Linked DNA regions of Gossypium hirsutum: region 1 is linked to region 2. The links are chromatin contacts, called in public Hi-C maps. All regions are on one chromosome and are shown on one strand. The core of a region is the stretch at or near the end of the contact, and the rest is flanking DNA. Distances in the headings are between cores, read along the strand shown. Region 1 holds the start of LOC121203192 (probable prolyl 4-hydroxylase 6). Region 2 has its middle 40 kb from the start of LOC121207245.

The links. Hi-C and Micro-C count contacts between places; a contact is called where the count stands out from the background.
Region 1: a contact with region 2 is called in a Hi-C map of leaf, with 2.7 times the contacts expected there. The contact joins the promoter of LOC121203192 here to the enhancer-like site in region 2. A contact is called at or near these places in 5 of 34 Hi-C or Micro-C datasets (callus and leaf).

Annotation. Positions count from the first base shown.
Region 1 is chrA09:7,442,460-7,450,297 of Gossypium_hirsutum_v2.1, reverse strand. It overlaps LOC121203192 (probable prolyl 4-hydroxylase 6), which reads right to left and starts at 3,319. Exons shown (of 8, transcript XM_041077480.1): 1 at 2,933-3,319; 2 at 2,799-2,856; 3 at 2,624-2,728; 4 at 1,596-1,653; 5 at 1,319-1,494; 6 at 1,131-1,191; 7 at 684-970. The coding sequence starts at 3,090. It overlaps LOC121206938 (small nucleolar RNA Z199), which reads left to right and starts at 4,563; the gene lies at 4,563-4,643. LOC121206940 (small nucleolar RNA R64/Z200 family) reads left to right here and starts at 5,025; the gene lies at 5,025-5,124. It overlaps LOC121206939 (small nucleolar RNA U54), which reads left to right and starts at 4,882; the gene lies at 4,882-4,971. It also overlaps LOC121207242.
Region 2 is chrA09:7,299,677-7,306,654 of Gossypium_hirsutum_v2.1, reverse strand. No RefSeq gene overlaps it. Among protein-coding and RNA genes, the nearest start is that of LOC121207245, 40 kb to the left of the region's middle. Within about 2 kb of position 1,379, at least 3 of the 9 cell types and tissues checked have an H3K27ac peak or open chromatin away from gene starts, as enhancers often do. A contact at or near this core is called in leaf, where this site is marked.

The sequences.
Region 1 (7,838 bases), core at 2,070-4,569, 140 kb before region 2:
ACACTTTTTACTTAGAAACTAAAATTTTTAGTTGTTGTTGAGTCAAAAGTACTTCTAAAAGTATTATTATTTTTTTTATCTCTATATGTTAATATCTAATATGAATTATATATTCATATTATATTTTAAAATAAAATTATTGATTAAAAATTTTAAAAAATATTTCTTAAAATAATACAAATATGTTAATAATTAATTATAAATATTTAATGATTATATTTATAGTTTATATAACTCTAATTAAATTTTATAAATAATTAATATTGATTGTTTAAAAATATTTAAAATTTATATTTGATATATTAAAATATTAACAACAAGTTATGAACTATTTTTTATATTTTTGCTAAAATATCATAATATTAATTAATTTAAATATTATTTAAATGCATATTTATTACTTTATAATATCATATCTAAAATTAAAATTTTATTTCTAAAAAATATTTTTTTGGCTGCAATACTAAATAATTAAAACCAATATTTTTAAAATTGTTTCTCAAAAAAGCATTTTTTCTTTAGTCTAATAGAAAAGTCATACCGTTTAATGTATTTATGTTCTGAAGAGATTCAATTCGAATGATTAGACGGCAGCCATTGCAGCGAAAAGAATTTGAAGCTTTGAAATGGTTTAACCATGGTCCTTTAAAATGCCTGGAAAAAGCTTTCTAGGAGGAGCATACCTTGCAACTCTTCCTACAGTATCCCGAAAACTCCTCGGAACCTACCATGTAAGCCGGGTTCTTTTCGCACTCGCCAGCCTTAGCCCAGAAAAGACAGTTCCCATTCTTATCAACACAGTCTTCGGTCTGGCTCTCCATGTTATCAAAGGACTGGACATGGATCCACTTTGTGGCGGACCATTTCTCGCCCTTTATCACCGGGCAACTTCCATGTAAACTCTTGGGATCAGTAGTTGTATCAGGATGAAGATTGAAGAACAGCAATGCATCGCCTTTTCTGGGTTTCACTGCAAGTACAACCGATACAGTTGAGTTAGATACTGATGGCTACAAGGTTGGATTTCTAACACAACTTATCTGAGAACGATTAAACAAGAAACTAGCCAATCAATTATACATCATGTTCCAACTACTCTTAGTTAAAATCGCCAAGGGTAACCATAATACCAGCATATCCCGTTTTCGCACAATGTGACCAGCTATCGTCCTTGGGCTGAGTAAGTTTTCCCTGCAGAAGACAAACAATGAGCGATGAACAAAATAAAATGGATACGTGTAGTATAGGAAGAAAACAAATGTTAAAAAAAGAAACCAAAAAGACAACCAAAGAACCGAATTCACCGGCAAATGCGTACCTCTGAATTTGGAAATACAGTTTCCCCACCACTCTCAACGTCAGACAAATACATAAGTACAGTGGCAATACGGTGACCACCCCTCTCGAGGTTAACCTTGTCATAAAAATAATCAAAATGTGGTTCATATTTCTGACCATGCTGATAGTGCAGTATTTGTAGTGCCTCCCCATTCTCTGTTTGCAACGCCGTGTCCAAGTCAAATGCGAAAAGTCCTTACAATTGGATGAAGAAATTGTAGAGTATGACTAGCATGTAAAAGAAAAAACAAAAGTACCTACTGGAAGGAAGGTCCATGCTGCAATCCTGGCTTCAATATCAGCAACTACTTCATCCTTCATGCGAGATACCGCAGAAACATTTGAAGTTCAAGAATCAGCACATGCAATGATGATATGCTTTCCAAACATGATCCATACCATAAATATAAACAATCCGAATGATAACAATAAGCATAGAGTAAACGATCTCTAAACATAAAGAAATGCATAACTAAACCTAAGCATGATTTCATCAGCGACAGTAATCATACGGCACAGGTTTGAAAAGGCTTTGAATAAACAAAACCAATGTGACTAACTCGCAAGTTATATTCTTTTAGAACCATTCGTTCAATGAGGAAACAGATTCTTTCGGCAAAGACCTGGCTTTCGGATTAAGTTTGAATGAATCATGAGGGGAAAAATACACAATGCATCACCCATGACATTTCAGAATACAACTGCTTTCAGTACAAACACTTCGGAATACAATGCGTAACATTCTTCTAGACTGTTGGTTCAATGGGGAGACAGATTCTTTCAGCAAAGACTCGGCTCTCGGATTAAGTTTGAATGAATAATGAGTAGAAAAGCCACACAATGCATCAACCATCACATTTCGGAATACAAGTTCTAACATCAAACACCTAGCATTCTGCCATTCAAGTGATTAAAATCTCACAAGCACCACGCAAATTTCAGTTCATATAGTCAGTCTATATCAAATACATGTTCTCAAAAACAGAACAATCTCAAACAGCTATGACCAGTATCCCACGGAAGGGAAAAAAAAGCATGAAAGTACTAATACAATGACATAATAATAAGCAGCCAGATGCTTCATCCTTTCTTAAACAAAGCAAGAATAAGATTGCATAAAATTACACAAAAACAAGATCATATGGATAATAAATCAATTCCTTTTACTTCTAAATTCAACAATTCGACTCATAAATTCAGCATTCCTCTCTTAAATTAACATAAATTCCAGTAATTTCACAGTTTTAAGCTAAAAAAAGGAATGAAAGACAATTCATTTATATACCAGAGCTTTCTCAAGAAACATGCCGGAGCTGGTTCGAACTTCACTTTCAATACTCTGGCCTGATACATCATCTGCCACCATTGACTTCTCTAACTTATCCTTAGCCTGAAATTAATACAATTTTTTTTTATATGTTGAAATTCTTCAACAACAAAAGAGAAAAATGGTTGCTTACCCGAAAAATAAGGTGATCACTTTCCTCACTTGATAAAAATCCTTTGTAAATAAAAGCCCTTCAAGAAAAAAAAATCGTAAATTTTAAAGTTTTGAATTACCTGAACTGCAAAAAGGATTAGAATTTGAAGTTACCTAGGGCGCCATGAGAGTTGAGTAACAGAAGTGGGATCAAATTGAACAGAAGAAGTTCCTCCTCTCATTTTAAGCACCGATCCATTAATCTCAGCCGAAACCAAAGTAAAATTGATCAAAAGAAGAAGAAAGAATCCGAGAAAATACTGGTACTCCATGAGAAAAGAAATTCTATTTGTTTGGATCCAATATTCGCAAAAGAATTAATCTGTTTGTTTGCTTGCTTGTTTTCTTTTTTTCAAATCATCTTCCATTTAAGAGTGAATTTAATTGGCGGCCATGGATTTGGCCAAAATATTTAATGTTTCCGTAAGAAAGCTTCATAAAATTTCTGGCAGATGTCAGAAAATCTTAATTGGAAACAATGAGTTCTTCACTTTATTTTGGCTTATCCTAGAAATCCGTCTTTAAACTTTGTTTTTTTTCACTGATACTTAAAATTCTTTTCGTTAGTTAATCGGTTAATTCTATTTAGAGAAAGATAACTAATTAGTAATTCACACAAAATATATTATTTTCTCTTTATATATATTTTGGGTAAATTATACTATTAATCATCTAATTATCAATGTATAATTTTTTTAATTTGGTCACTAACGCTTTAGATCGTTTCCGTTTTACTCACTTTCCATCAAATGGCTAACGAGATTAATGTCATGGTCTTTTTTAACTAGTATAATAATATATTTAGTTATCGATATTTACACATTCTATCAATTTGATTCTAACTTTATATAATTCAATAAATTTAACACTTTGTATTTACAAATTATATCAATTTCATCCTCAAACACATATAATTAAATATAAATAAAATTAAATGATTATTTTATATTATAAAAAAATAAAAATATATATAAGAGATGAAGACTTTACCAAAATGTTGAAATCGATTGGGGTTTTAGTTAAGAATCTACTTGTAAAATTTCACCCAATATCTACTGATGACTGTTAGCTTCATCATCTCCACATAGCCATTGGAGAGATTCAATATATAGGATGAAATTGGTTTGAAATTTTTGTTTTTATAATTATCTCTAATCAGTTTTTTGAAAAACAATTTCTTCTTTTTATCTCTGGATGAATTCCCTTACTTGCATTCCTTTTATCTATTTGTTTAATGAAAAAAATTAATTTTTTTTAATAATCTCATTACAGTTTCTGATCATATTTATTTTTTTACACAATATTTAAAATTAGCTATAGTCTTTTCTTAACGCATAAATAAAAAAATAATACGCTTCAATATAATTGAACTTACATTATCCTACATTGACAATAATACCCCCTACACCTCACATGTTGAAAAACAAAAAAAAAGAAAGAAAGAAAAAGCCCAAAATCTAAACTCAGCCCATAGAGGAAGAGCTGGAATTTTAAAGGCCAAGAAAACTGTTCGATCCGTTTTCAATTATTAAGCAATTCAGCCAGTTTCAATTCTCTAGTTGCAATCTAGGGTTTATAGCAACCTCTCCAATTAGATCTATAAATACCCTGAAAACCCTCACTTTCGCCACCTTCCCTCTTCTTCACAACTAGGTTTCATTTCGTTTCCTTTCAGCTCTCAGATCTATGGTTTATGGTTTTCATTTCACCGAAAATTTCTTTCCTTCGTTTTGTATTTGTCATCGATCAATTGATGAGAAAAAAAAACTGCAACAATATGAATGGATTTATTCCATGATTACTTGTATTTAAGTCTCTGATGATCGTTCCTTTGTTTCATTTATTTATTGAAATTTATTAAAAAATTCTCGATTTTTTTCGTTGTAAATTTCTTTAAAATTTTGAGATATGATGAGGTTTAATTGGTCCGTGTTTCTGATTCAACAGTGACAGACAATTTTTTTTTACCAAACTCTGATCTCAAAATTCAACTTGCGATATTTTTTCTATTTTTGGATTAAAAGTTTCAATTTGTGTTTCCAAGTTGAGAAATTAATTTGATTAGCTCTATGATTATTCAGCCTAATATGGGCAATATACGCTATTCCGATTTGCAGAAATGAGCAGAAATTTTGAGAGAAAGAATGAGAGCTAATTTTGAACATTGTTTTGATTTTATCTTTTGTTAAACTGCTTTATTCCATAACTTCTGCTGTGATGAATTATGAAATAAATTCACATGTCAGACTTCAGAGATTTTTTTTAAAAAATCTATGAGAAGAAAATTCATGATTTCTGAGCAGATAATGTATATTTTTTATAGTCCTCTATTTTATAAAACGGATTTTATGAAGAGAATAATTATATTTGTGCTTTATATTATACAAATTAGTGATTGAGAATTTAATCGTATTTACCTATTAAATAGAATGTAGAAAATTAATTATTTAAAATTATTAAATTATTTAAAGTTAGGATTAAATTGATAAAATTTGTAAGTATTTGAGGATTAAATGTGTTATTATAGTAATTAGAAAAGGACTTTCTTTTATCAATTTAATAGTGGGCAACTAAAATATAAATTAATTCTAACATTAGTGTCTAAAATAAAAATTTTTAAAATTGAATGATCAAAATAAAAATTTAAACATAATTAGGGGATTATTTGTATAATTTACTCTTAATAATTATATATAAATATTTGAAAGATGAGTCATTTAAAAGGTTTTGTAATGAAAGTAAATATTAATTATGAAAATAAATTATAGATTAAAACTAAAAATAACAATAAAATTATTCAACTTAAAAACATGTACATAAAAATATATATCTTACTACTTATATAATATTATAATAAAAAAATCACAATAAAAACAAATTGTTAAAAAAATTATATATCCTAAACCTTAATTAATATATATAGCTTAGGAAAATTATTTGATGCATTCGAACAAAGGTAAAATGCTGCCATGTGATTTTAGGAGAATATTAGAAAAAAATAAAAGGGTGAGTACTCGATACATTGACACTATACTTTTTTTTAATATTTTTTTAATATTTTACTATTTTTCTTTTGGACATTTATTGTAAGTGTAATAATTTTTCTAAAAATAAATTAAAACAGACATGTATCATGTATTTAAGGGTGTGTAAATTTTGGGTAAAATCGAATTAATTTAGTTAGCCGATTGAATTTGGTTAATCGGTCAGTTAATCGAATTAATTCGGCCGGGAGTCTGTTAATAATTTTTTAAAAATTCAGTTAACGGTTAATTCGGTTTGAAATTGGTTGATTAACTAAATTAATTGGAATTTTATATTTTTATATATATTTTACATATATTAAATTCGGTTGATTCGATTAATTCAGTTAATTTGGTTAATTCGGTTAATTTTTTATATGTTTTATAATTGTTTTAATCAAAAAATAATAAAACACATATATTTCGATTAATTAGATTAACTGACTGAATTAATCGAAAAAGTTTAGTTCAGTTAACGGTTAAGGGTTTAAAAGGACAAATTAATTCGATTAATGATAGTTCATGTCAGTTAATCAATTGAACACCTCAAATGCACTAAACCTTACTCGTGGAATTAAAAAACTCCATTGATAATGGACAGATTACTAACACTATAACTTATCTAAAATTATAATCATTAAAAAAAATTTAACACTTGAATGGTTACGAGTATGGTTAGGGCTGCAAATGAACTGAACTTGAATGAACAAATCTCTATTCATGTTCGTTTGTTTTTAAGCTTGTTCGTATTTGGTTTGTATTCGTCAAGAATTTTAATTTTTTGTTCATGTTCGTTTGTTTAATGATCAAGAACATGTTCATTTAACTTAATCGAACATGTTCACGAACATGTTCATGAACATATAATTGAACATGTTCATGAACATATAACAATGTTAATAAATAATAAACAAACAATAAATAAACACAAATACACATATATTGTTTAGATATAAAATAGTCAAACATAAATATTAATAATTATATAAATGAAAAAAATACAAATCAATATAAATTTATTAATATATACTAATGAAACAATAAATGAATTTTAAGATAATTTTATTAATATATACTAATAAAATTTTTATAAAAAAATATCATTAATAAATAAACGAGTCATAAACGAGCTTATTCTAGAACATAAATAAACCAAAAACATTTTCATTGGTGTTCATTCGCTTATCAAACAAACATAAAAAATTATTTATTTATATAAATAAACATAAATAGATGTTATACAAATGGTTCACAAACGTTCTGTTCATTTATACAATTAAGAGTCAGAAAAGAATGGCTGAACATTTTTTGGAAAATGACACGTGACTTAATTTGCTGCGTTACGCTTTTATGCAGTCATTTGAAGGAGTAAAACACAATTATACCAAACATGTATTTTAACTAAAATTATATAAAAATCTCAAATTTCAATTTCTTCATCAACGACAATTTCAGTATCTTCTTCTCCAAAATTTTCTCTTTAAAAAAAATTGATTTGGCAATAACCATCCCCAATTTGTAACTTTTATGGTTTAGCTTTTGGTTTCATTTTTGTCACTTCTCATCCAATGAAAGAAAAATAAAAGACCTAGCAATCTTCTGCCCTATTCAAAAACATCTTTCAAAATATCAACTTTTCACGGAGATATATTTTGACCACAATTTTTGTTAGTTTCATCCTAAAAGTGAAAGAAGAACAACAAAATCAATTTCTCCAAATCAAAAACCATCAGAAATCTTAATTTTTTTTTAAATTTTATTTCCCCAAACTAAAATCCCAAAAGCTGGATGTTCTCTTCATAAATCAAAATGGGTGTTTGAAATCGAAACCTCTAAAGATCTTGAGATGGAAACATGATCGAGGCCATCAACGACGACGCTGAGACAAGATTCCCCATCGTGACTGGAGTGAAGGACTTGACGAAGGTGAAGACAAGCTTGAGCTCTGCGATAGTGGTGGTGAAAAATGAAGCTTTGCATTTGAGTTGTGGAAGGAT
Region 2 (6,978 bases), core at 130-2,629:
TAGCGACGCTTTTAGGCCTAAAAAAAGGCCGCTAAAAGTCAATTTTGCTGTAATGCCTCGTACTCCTCAAAAATAGACTTGATAATATTCGCCCCCTCGATAGTAGCTTGCCCAAACACAATACTATCATAGGCAAATAACAAACTAACAAATGAGTATGGCTAGGTCCCCCCTGCTGATCCTCGTCCCACACAACACCCCAGACTGACAAGCCAAATATTAACACTAGCTAAATTAACATTTAATACATTTCATTCATACATCATGGCAAAGTTTAAAATAATTAACACTTAATAAAACATTTGTTGCTTTTTCCAAATTAAGCTAATTAAGGATGTAAGCAATATATTGGTACTAGTCAATTACTCAAGTTTGACAAAAAAAAATCAAAATCAAATTAGTAATTATCAAATTAAGCTTGAATTATCAAGTGAGTCAAATTTAAGCATTTTAATATCCAATTCGATAATGTTTTAGCTTCAAATTCCAGCATTGGTATGTAATTTTTTTTAGGTTTTATTCTCAAAACAATATTTATTACTAATTAAAAATAAGAAGTTTTTAATAACTTTATGATTAAATTAAAACCCGATTAACGAATGATATTAACTCAATCAAACAAGTATAGACTAATAAACCCTAACCTAATTTTTCCTATTTCTCTCGTAATACCATTACATTTCCTCCCAAGCTGCCATAACTCCCACAATGTCCAAGCCCAAGCACAAGCCCAAAACCTACCAACCTCATCCCCCCAATCTCATCTGCACATCAAAGTTTGATGAAGTAAAGCGTTAAACACTTATTCGGCCAACTAAGATTTGTATATCACTTAAATATATTTTTGGATTTTGAGTTTTTAATCTTTCACCTCTCCTTTCAACAACATAATACTTGTGTACACTAACACAACATCATAATACTGACTAAAATTAAAAGCTATATTGTTAAGAAAAGGAAATATATAGATTAAATATTATCCCTCTCTACAATAAAACAAGTAAAAAAAGAAAAGAAAAAAGCAAGCTAAAATTACAAAGCTTGTCGCTCAGTTTAATTGGCTAAGTCAATTAATCAACGTATTGTATATATTTTATCAATATATTTAAATATTGTATTACCCTTACACCTCGAGCAGATTTCTCAGATCCTCATGCCTTGGCATTGCTCCAAAGAACCACTCATTCCAACCGCCTTCTCAGCAAAATTCCTCAAAGAAGTCCTTCGAGAGAACTCTTCAAGAATTAATTTAACAAAGGCTCAATCTGTAATCACTATTTATAACACCAATTGCCAATCACCACCCTAACTACGCCACTTAAGCCTTCCACAATAGACTAGTTGACTAACCTACCTAGAGCCACCTATAAGGTAGTGACAGGTGGCATCTCGGGATTCTAGCTCAAGGTATATAAACCCTTTGTCTCCACATAGTAGGAGGATCTACCCCCTTTTCCTTCTTATCTCTGTCTCTCTAGATAGTTTCTCATACCTAACCACCCACAGTGGCTCACCAATGATCACAACCATCACCAACACCTTATCTGGTCCTCACATCAACAATTAGTGTAGTGAATGTAGACTACTTTCACCTTTAAAATTTTCGAGTTTCACCAGTACTATGAAAAGCAAGCTTATGTGACCCAAAATCCAAATCCAAACTCTCAGGAATTTCTAGCATTCCAAAAGCAATTTAGAGTACTCCAAGAGCAATTCCCCCGGTCACAAAAGTCCTAATTGCAACACCCCAAAATTTTTAGTACAATAAACGGTATTGTTCCGGGAATGTATACAAGAGATTTATCAAGAAAATGGATTGAGAGCATTGAAATTTGGTTTAGCCAAAAATAAATAAATAATTTAGAATTTGGTGAAAGAAAGATTAAAAGTGAAAACAAATCATAGGAAGAAAAGGTAGAGTCACAAATAAATATTTGTTTTATAAACATTACATGAAAATATATTGATAGGCGAAATTGAAAATTAATGGTATGGACTAGATTGCATAAAGTAGAAAAGTTCAAGAGTTAAAGTGTAATTTAATTATTTAATAGAGAAAAGACTAATTGACAATTTTCCCATAGTTAAGTGATTTTTATGAGACATTTAATAAATATATTTGGATATACATGAGTAAAAGGGGTGAAATTTGGTATACTTTAAATGGTTGGTCAATTAATTGATTAAAATAAAAGAAAAAGAAAAAATGTAGAGCTCCTCCACACTAAGGAAGGTTGAATGGTAGTAGAAGGGGTAGAAAAAATAATAATAATTTGGTTAATCTTCTTGGAGAAGGAGAAAGATTAAAAAATAATGAAATATTTTCGAGGATATATTAATTATTTTAAATTAAAAGATTGTTTTTGAATTTCAAATTAGAAAAAAAATATTTTGATTGAATTAATAATCCTTAGATAAGATTTTTAAGGATTATATCCTAACCATTCATTTAATTTATTAAATAATAAAATGAATAAATAAATAGAATAGAAAAAAATTAAAGAAACGTCTATAAGATAGAAGAGAAATCATTCTCTCTATATAAAAACCCCAATGTGGGGTGTGGAAAACGACAGTTTTTTTATGCAGTTAGCTTTCTTTCCTATTTAGGAACATTTTCTAACCATTTTTTTAGAAAATTTTATAAGATTAAGTTAGATTTCATTTAAAAAAAAGAATTTAAGTATATTTTTTTAAGGATAAATTATAAAAGTAGTCATTTTTGTTTGTTTCAGATTATATTCTAGTCATTTATGTTTGAAATGTTAAGTTTTAGTCACTTGCATTATCGTTTTGTTACGAAATGGTTGCTCTACCGTTAAGCTCTGTTACCTCCTCAACGGCAGTCCTACGTGGCAGTCTAAATGGGTTTTAAATACCAACTCGGAAGTCCTACATGACAGTCCAAATTAAATTTATTTAATTAAAAACGTATTTTCATCACAAGAACTTGACATCCAAGTTGGAATTTAAAACCCATTTGAAGTACCACGTAAGACTGGCGTTAAGGAGATAATAGAGTTTAACGGTAAAGTGACCACTTCGTAACAAAATGATAATGTAAGTGACTAGAACATAACATTTCAAACATAAGTGACTAAAATGTAATCTAAGGCAAACAAAAGCGATTATCTTTATAGTTTATCTTTCTTTTAAAACCAAATATGAAAACTTGAATATGAATATTAGAAGTGGAAGAGAGTATGGATACATATGTGCATTAATTTGTGTATTTAAATAGTCGTGTAAAAGCAAAGATTAAATATGTGGAATTATTTTGTATACTTTATATGGTGAAAATAATATAATTAAAGTATGTAGAAATTGATGAATGATTTTTTATGTTTTCTTAAATATAAATAATTAGAAGAAAGTAGTGTGATAAATTTAATTATGAAATATGAAAATGAGATTTGATTATTTTGGATGATGTGGTTGTTTGTTTGCAGTGATGGAAGTGTGAAATATTTATTTTGAATAAAATTTAGATAGGTGAAATATGTTAGTTCATGAAAAGAAAATAAAGTCAACTGATTAAATAGAATAAAGATGAAATTAGTGAAAAATAAATTAGTTGATTAAAAATTCAAACATAGAGAATCAAAGAAAGAAATAGTTGGAAGTTGGATTAACTATGTTAAAGAAATTAGAAATAATTTTGTATGTGAATTGAATTGGAAACTTAATGAACAAAGTGTTTAATTTTGATAAGAATTAAGAAGAGGTTTAAATTGTAAGATCTATAAATATAGAATTTGAAAAGCTAAATAATGAAATTTGAATTAAATCATCAATTGCTGAGTTGTAAAAGTTATTGGAATAAAAAGTTTCAGAGAAATTGAATAAGAAAGCTGTAATTGAAAGATGGGGACTAAGTTATAAAATTTGAAAAATCTAAAAATTCCTAAAAAGGGGTTGATTTGCAAAATTTAAAACACCCTGAGCTGTTTTAGAAGTAACATGATAATAATTCAAGGGCTAAACTGTTAAATGGTAAAAAATTAAAATATTAAGGACTAAATTGTAAAATTTTAGAATTAAAATTTTAGTGATTGAATTGTAAATTCTGTGAAACTTGAAGTTAGGGACTACTTTGGTAAAGTCTGGAAATATAAATATAAAAATTAGTGAATTTCAATGGACTAAGTGATTGTAATTCATTAAAAGAAAACAATAAAATATGATTAATTAAATCTGATAAGAATTGAATTTGATTTGGATTTTTTATTTATTTATGGGTGTAACTGCATTAAATATAATTTGAGAAAAGTTAGTATGATATTATATTCAATTGTTTTGATAATTGGGAATAGTATATCATGTTGATAAAATTCGATTATGTTAAAAAGTGATTTAATGAAGTAAAATTTATTATCATTATATTATAAGTAAAAAAAAGAAAACAAGAAAAAAAAAGGTGATATTGTGGAACTAATTGTTAAAAAATTATAAAAAAAAAGAGAGAAAAAACAAGCAAAAGTATTTGGAAGATGCATTTGAAATTGAATGTAGCATCTCTTACTTGAATTTGTTATGGAACCGAGTGATGGGTGTTACACGAACAACTTTAACACCACATATACCAACAACAAGAAGAACAACTTCAGCATAGTATGTAGGAGCTCCTAAATAATTATAGATGAGATATGGGAAAACGTGAAGATGAAGAAGAAATAGTCTTCTCCATCAAGCAAGACCAAAACCTCAATTGAAGGACAACCAAACCAGAGGGCACAAAAGTCGAGCCAGAAATAGGTTGTGATGTGCCTTCAAAAAGAAACCCCGAGTATATGCCCAAGCCTATATCCACTAGAGAGATGGCATGGAGAAGTGAAGTTGAACTTTTATGGAAGGGGATACAAGACCTAAGAACAAAACACCTTTGGTAGACAAGATATACTCTTAAGGCTAATGACCCTTAAGCCCCATGTACCATTCCTACAAGACATCCAGCTAATTTCAAGGTTTCAAAGGCTAGATTGATGGAAAGAAAGACCCCACCAATTACCTAGCACAAGTTAAGAGTTGTATAGAGATATTAGGAGCACTAGATAAGTTTTCCTTTGACCCTCCAAGGCCATGCCATAAACTTGTACAACTCGCTACAACCAGGCTCCATCAATAACTTTGATGAGTTAGCAAAAATCTTTGTGGGGCACTTCCTAACCAACAAAGCCACACTCAAATCCAAGTAGAGCTTGTTAGAAGTAAGACAACGATAAGGAGAGCCCCTCCTTGATGATTAGGTGATTTTGACCTACATTACAAGTCTCGACCATCAATTTTTGAAATTCAACCTTACCATAAATAGACTAGAAAATTATTTCAGTTATATGACATGGTCACGAAGTGTGCTGAGATCGGAGAGATCAATAGTGCAACTAGTTCAATGTTTAGTTCCAATATACCATCTAGAGAAGACGGGTATAGTTGGGGGAAAGAGTAAAATAGGAACAATGAGAGGATGCACAAGTCTTTAAAAGTCAACAAAAAGGAGCAATCCTCCCCGAAGTTCCCTAAACCTAGAAGATGGCAACTTGATGATTATCCTCATAACACGCATCGTAAACAGCTCAATTTCACAAGAGGAAAGGAGTAGAGATCCAGAGGACTTTAGAGGCAATTCGATGAATACACCTCACTAACATCACCCTTGGACGAAATCCTATGACATGTGGCAAGCTCGAGATTATTAGATCCCCCTCCCCAATGAGGCTAGACCCAATAAGGAACTATTTTCAGATATGTGATTTTTACCACCAAACTGGTCATTCCACTGAAAGGTGTGTTTCCCTCAAAGATGCAGTGGAAAGCGCAATACAAATAGGATAGTTACATCAGGAAAATGCTAGGCAAAGATAGCCCAAGGTAGAAGGGAAACAACCTGCTAGTGTCACAGGGCTAGATCTTTCGTCTAACGATCCGTGACGCCTTGGGTGATCCATTCGCTCCAAACTCGCCTAGGTTAGCCTTTAATCCAAAAAGTGAGGATTCCTTTAGAATTTCTCTAAGGCACCAATTTGTACAGCGAAAGCAAGTATGCCAAAAGAAGCTACAAATGAACAATAGAAAGCCAAAGAAAGACTGCACATAAAGTGTTTGAGTAAATGCTCAAAGAATTCTATTACTCTTAAGAATTCAACATACAATGGATGATATACAAATGAGGAGGAAGCTATCTCTTTATAGTTGAGCTCCCCCAAAACCAACGGTCAAGATCAAATTACATCGATGGACGAGATTAGCTTATCACTTGATTTTAGGGATTTACAAGATTACATCATATCAAATCAAATCTACAAGATATGATTCCCATATTTGCTAAAAATAGCCTATGTTGCCATATCTTCATTATCGGGTCAACCAGGCTTCAATTTGATAGGCTTCTCTAACATTTCTTGGAGTCGTGCCAGTTTTCCTAGGCTAAATGATCCCCATCTAATCGATAAACCTCTATGGGGTGCATCCTATGCCATGATCACGGGCTATACACCTTGGCCTGTGATATTCTCCCCCACCCATTCTCACAACGACCTCTTTGCGACTTCTGAATGACACTGACTTGATTCTCCTTGGAACTCTCTTGTTGCCTTGGTGTAACACCCCGAATTTGGGCCTAGAAGTATTAGGTCTTGAGCATGGGAACAGTTAAGAGGCAGCATATAAATGTTTAGTTGTGCAAGAGAGTGACACAACTATGTATCTGCTTCAGTGGTTAAGTGTTTTGAGTGTTTTGAGAAGTATTGGGTTCAAGCCTTGGCTTGCGCAAAATTTTTGTTTTTTAAAGGAATAAACACTATCTTAGGCAGTAGGCTTTTAAATAAAAATGGGTAAAACATGACAGAAAGGGCCTGCTAGTATAAGGGATAAGAGGCATGTCATCTATACCTGAGGTCTGAGGTTCGAATCCCTGCATGCATGAAATGATTAAAATTTTGCAGTGCTGGACGGCTAGAGTTTGTGTTTCATTAAAAGTCT